Linked DNA regions of Triticum aestivum: region 2 is linked to region 1. A link is a contact called in public Hi-C data. All regions are on one chromosome and are shown on one strand. The core of a region is the stretch at or near the end of the contact, and the rest is flanking DNA. Distances in the headings are between cores, read along the strand shown.

The links. A called contact is a pair of places that touch in the nucleus more often than the background predicts.
Region 2: a contact with region 1 is called in a Hi-C map of leaf, with 2.3 times the contacts expected there. The contact joins the promoter of LOC123070210 here to the promoter of LOC123070208 in region 1. A contact is called at or near these places in 2 of 5 Hi-C or Micro-C datasets (leaf and root).

Annotation. Positions count from the first base shown.
Region 1 is chr3B:430,929,787-430,932,621 of IWGSC CS RefSeq v2.1, forward strand. LOC123070208 reads right to left here and starts at 1,542. Exons shown (of 9, transcript XM_044493283.1): 1 at 1,284-1,542; 2 at 9-120. The coding sequence starts at 96.
Region 2 is chr3B:431,151,510-431,154,528 of IWGSC CS RefSeq v2.1, forward strand. LOC123070210 (AAA-ATPase At3g50940) reads left to right here and starts at 1,635. Exons shown (of 2, transcript XM_044493285.1): 1 at 1,635-2,799. The coding sequence starts at 1,816.

The DNA.
Region 1 (2,835 bases), core at 292-2,791:
GTTATCACCTGGATCATGAGGTATTGCATTATCATTAGCAGCTGTAGATTCTCGCTCTGTTGATGCTGGAAACTGAGAAGAGCTGGCTGAGGACATTCCTCCAGCAACAAAATCAGGACCCTATAACCAAACACAGGATAAGAAACAAACCTAAGCTCTTATAAAACCACGTTATGCATATAAAAATAGAAGTATACCCCAAAAAGGAGACAGAAAAAACATATTAAGGCAGTCACCATCACAGCTTTAATAGCAGTGGAATAATAAAAGGAAGATGGTTTGTGAAATTACAGCAGATATCAGTGACATGATTTGGTTGGAACAAAATAAAAAGATACATGGGAAAAACGTTACAGAAGGTCTTCCTTAAAGAAAGAGGCCGTATATAGATACAACGATTTCAACAATGTAGGTAGTCCTAAAACAAATAAAGCCCCAATGTAGAACTTCAAATTTTATTTTACTTTTTTGCGAGGAAATGTAGAACTTCAATTATTTTGCCCTGCTCCCTATTTCGTACTGCAATAATTTAATCAATTCCTTGCCATTTACAACTTTGATGGCCGTATGTACAATGTTCTAACTAGCACACTGGCAGAGGCCATAGAGTCAAATTGGGCAGAGATCAGGATCGCTCAAATAGGCAGAAACAAATTAGAAGCACAAACAGCTAGACCAACTACGCGGACTGATTACTGAGCATTTGAAATAGAACTAATCAAGCTTGTATGAATCTCAAGGAGTGAAATCCAAAAGGTGGGAACCGTTTGGCAGCTGCGGTTTTGTTCTAGACAAGTTGAAGGGCGAGGTTAGGTCTGAAACAAATCACCGAGGAGGCAATAATGAGGTGAATTACTTGAGGGGAAGGAGGCGAATCTTGGCGACATTGCTTAGCCACAAGCTGAAAACCGGCGGTAAAGGAAGACATGAGCGCAAGGAGGCGAGGATCTTGAGAGACCCTAACGAATTCCACCATAAGTCAGGCACGGCCTAGTCCCACAGCACTCAGTATCCCCCTCGCATCGCACATGTTCATCATCTATTGTCTCTCTCGCCAGTGAGCTGAAACTTTGAGCTCATGGCCAAACAATCTTGGGGGGTCATGTGGCGGGGGCGGCAGCAAGCGGGGCGGTTGTGTGCAGTGCGGGGAGCCAAATCGGGTGTGGGGATTAGCGAAGTCAAATGAAGTAGAGCTCCACTACAGAACAGAAGAGAAGAGAACACCAAGGGAGATGAGTAGTACTAGTAACTGGTGAGAAGCAGAGGCAGCAGCAAAACCTAACCTGCGTAAAATAATCCAGGGCCGCTTGGAACGGAGCCGGTCGCGGATTCCGATACAGTGGAGCCACGGGAAGGGGAGAGAGAGGGAGGGAGGGCGAGGGAGCCAGCCCTCCTCGAATCTAGACTTGGGCAATCTCCGACGCAAAGGCAGCAGCAGCACAGGGAGAGAGGAAGAAGACTGACCCCCTCCCTGCCTGCTGTCTCCTTCTCCTCCCCTTCTTTTTTTTCTCCTCTGATTTTTTTTCTTTTCTTTTCTTTTGCAATGCAGGCCATTGGTTATGTCGTTATGACGAACGCCCACTGCCCCACACGCCACGAAAGCGACCAGTGCGGGGGGCCCGCGACTATCGACGGACAGTTCAGGGGCGACATCGCAACATTGAAGGGTTCCGTGGTGCCAAGTGACAAGATGCCCCTTTTTCCTTTCTTTTCTTTTCTTTTTCTGTGACCGATAAAAAGACGTACACCACGAGTAAAAAGGGGGGAAATTCGAGTGGGGAGGAGGAGCTAAAGCAAACCGCACCAGATCTCTCTGCAGTGCGACGCCAGATCTGCGCACCCTCAATTAAACTTTCGATCTATTTACAAATGTTTCACGGGACGCGTTTGCGGGATCTATTTCGTGTTGGAGGGCTCGCTTTCTCGCAAATACAATAATAAGCACATATTTATCAAGTTCGTCAAGACAAGTTCATCATCATATATATACATGACTAATTGATCATCATACTAGTTCATCACCTCCAAAATCATGCGCAACAAATGAGGTATCAAGTTTAGGTTCATGAATGCGCAATAGAACAAGGCAAAATATGTTCAAACGACATAGATCAATCAAGCAACATTCTCAATGTTGCGAAGAACGTCGCCACCAACACCGCCCCTAACACCTTCATCACCATAATTCAAATTGACCGGAGAGCTCGCACCACCATCTTCATGAACTTGAACCGGGGAGCTCGCACCATCATCTCCATGAACTTGAACCGGAGAGCTCGCACCACCATCACCATCATTCTTGGACCAGAAAATTGAGCACGACCACCATCACCACCATTCACTTGGCTTGCCAAAGCACCACCTCCCATGCCGAAGCCACCATCACCGCCGCCACCACCCATGCCGAAGCCACCACCACCATTGCCGAAATAAAAGCCCCCTACAAACCCAACACGACCACCGGCCATAAGATTTTGGAGCTCCACCTTCCTCCGGAGCATGATCTCCATTCTTTTCAGCTCCCAAAATTCTCTTACCATTGCGTCCATGCCCTCCGGATTCATCATCATGAACCGTCCTCCTCGGCGGTCATCTCGTCCTTCCTCTTTTGCTCCTTAGGAAGAGCTTGCGCTCCTCGAAGGCACATCTCTTTTGCCATTTCTCCTCCTTGTGATTCTCTTTCTTCTCGGCCATGGCAACTTTTGCATCCCAATGCTTGGCTAGCATAGCCTCCTTCATCTTCGCCATCTCATCAATTTGATCCCTCAAACCGATTGCCTCGGAAGTCCCGTTGACTCTTGCTTTCTCCTTCTTGTTTCCATCTGTCTTGCCCTT
Region 2 (3,019 bases), core at 385-2,884, 220 kb after region 1:
CGAGTGTTGGAATTATGAGATACGCTAAACCTTATATAAGGTAATGATCTAGGTGCGGAATGGATTGATCACCATACCGACTTACTCTTATCATTCGCTCTTGCTATTTGGAATAGTAATCTAGAGTGACTTACCCATAGTAGAGAGACGGTGATGTCACAACCTTGTTTAGACCTTAGAATGGTAGAACGATGAAACCCTGTACAGGCAACCATTGCCAACCGTAGGACATACGATGAGATTTCAACCCCGACCATTTTCCCGCAGGAGAAACCATAAATTGTTGACCATCATGACCAGGCCGCCTCCACCAACAATGTGTCGTTGAGGGGGCGCCACAACGCCGACGATCGCTGCCTGTGGTGGGGCGTCTCTGGGCGGATGCTGCACTATGTCCTCAAGCACCTCGAGGACGGCAACCAGCCGCCGCTCCAGTACCCGGTAGCCTCGGCGCCTGTCCCCCACCGGAGCGGCAGCATTTGGCTGCCGAGGCGCATGGCATGTGGGTCGTCGTCCTCCTCCTCCCTCTCCTCTGGTTCGCCGGCGCTCGCCAGCATCAAGACCGAGCCCATGGAGACGTCGCTCGGGCGGCCATGGTCCCTTCTCCTCCCGTCTCGTGAAGTCTAAGACGGAGCCGGGGCTCGTTGCCGTGAAGAGCGAGTACGACAACATGGCCGCCCTCAAGTGGGCGCGCGAGGACTACGTCTGGCTGGAGACGGAGCGCTAGTGCCGCGCCCTCGAGGAGATCGCCGCTCGGCGCCGCGGCCGCGACGAGGCCAGCGTCATCGTCCTCAAGGACAGTGACGACGATGCACCACTGCCGCCAACCAAACTCGTCCGCCAAGGCGCCCCAGGGCAGGTGTGTAGCAAGGACGGCGACGGCGTGAAGAAGTAGGAGGACGACGGCGGCGACGGCGTGAAGAAGGAGGAGGACGACGGCAGCGACAACAGCGCCTTCGGCATGCTCTACGGCCTGTAGAAGGGGCAGCGGACGGTGGCGCAATAGTTTTAGTTATGTTTTTAAATATGTTTTTAAGTTTTTATGTACAAATATCAATGAAATCGCCTAGTTTGACCGAATATGTGTCGTGTTTGGCCGAATTTTGACCGAGTTTATTTTTCAAAAAACGTCGGCTGGGGTGAGCTTGGGGCGGCGGTTGGGAAACCGATCGCCCCATGCCGATAATTTCGCCGACAGGGAGCGCCCCCAGGCGGCTCTATTTCAAGCCCTAGGGAGGCGAACGGCTGGAGACGCTCTAACCTAGTCGCCTTGGGAGTCGTCTGTGCATGAAAAAAATGCCACGAGGGCGTGCTCAATTGGTGGCCCAACAAAGCCTTGATGGACGAGACTTGCCTGCTCCTCCCGCGTGTGTCCATCCGTGCTCCCGCGTACGTGGCTTGATTTGATTGGAACAAAATAAGAACCGTCTCACCCTCTTAAAATCATGGGGGGAAATGATTAGATTAGAAAAAAAAGACAGCCGTAGAATGAAGTGGGAACACGAATGAAAGCATGAGGAGGGAGCAGGCAAGCCGGATCCCACTTTTGACGCCGTGGTGTGGGGCGGTCGATTGAAGTTTCGAAGAAACCAGTCACCTGGTTAAGGGGTCGCATCCGTGGTCTCCACGTGGAACCTACTAATCTCCTTTGTGAAGTTGCAAACACCGATCACAGCGAATGGTCAATCATCAATCCCCATTCCAACCGACCTTGCGTTTTTCACGACTCCTCCATAGAAACCAACTCAAGCACCTGATTAGAAGATCGAAACCTTAAGCAAACCCCCACTGCTACAGCGTCAGTTGGAGCCGACCATGGCCATGACATCCCCGAACAGCAGAGCACTGGAACGGTACAAGAGCGCCGTCACGACGGCAACTTCCGTGCTGGGCGCGGCCATGCTGCTGCGCCGGGTGCTCGCCGACGTCCTCCCAGGCACGGCCCTCGGCGCGTTGCTCCTCCTGCCGCCAGCCTCCGCCCGGCGCCACGCCGTGCTCATCGAGGAGTTCGACGGCACCCTGTACAACCGTGTCTTCTTGGTGGCCAAGGCGTACGTTTCCACGCTCCTCGCCGCGGCACCGTTCGTGCCGCTGATGAAGGCCAGCCTGCCTCGCGGGGCTGGTGCGGAGCACGTCCTGCTCGCCCTGCGCCCCGGCACGGCGGTCGTCGACGTGTTCGACGGGGCGAAGGTCACGTGGCGCCTAAGCAGGAAGCACGACGGGGGCGCCGGCAGGCGGCGGGCCACGGAGGACGCGCGCGAGGTGTTCAAGCTCAGCTTCGACGCCGAGCACAAGGACATGGTGCTCGGCTCCTACCTGCCGGCCGTCATGGCCCGCGTGGAGGCCATGTCCCAGGAGCAGAGGCAGACCAAGCTGTACAGCAACGAGTGGGGCAAGTGGCGGACAGTGAGGCTCCGCAACGCCTCGACGTTCGCGACGGTGGCCATGGACGACGCGCTGCGGCAGGCTGTGGTGGACGACCTGGACAGGTTCTTGACCCGGAAGGAGTACTACCGGCAGACGGGGAGGGCGTGGAAGAGGGGCTACCTGGTCCACGGCCCGCCCGGCACCGGCAAGTCCAGCCTGGTCGCCGCGATCTCCAACCACCTCCATTTCGACGTGTATGACCTCGACGTCGGCGGCGTCAGGTCCAACACCGAGCTGAGGAAACTGCTGATTCGGATGAAGAACAGGTCCATATTGTTGGTCGAAGATGTCGACTGCGCCATGGCGACGGCGCCACGGAGAGAGGCGACGGGAAGCTCCGACGGGGGCAGCCCTGCTTCCAAGAATCACAAGGTTAGTTTTAGTACTAATCCAACTCATGTTGCAAGTTGCAATGGACGACGAACAAACTGCTTTAGTCCTTTAGACTATTCTTACCAGTACTATTTTCTTTTTCTTGAATCGATTCTTGCCAGTAGTAGTACTACTCTGTACTCCGACATTGAAACAATCAAACAAAACTCTGGGTGACTGTGTATCGCACCCTCACTGAACACGAAAACGACAGCACTGA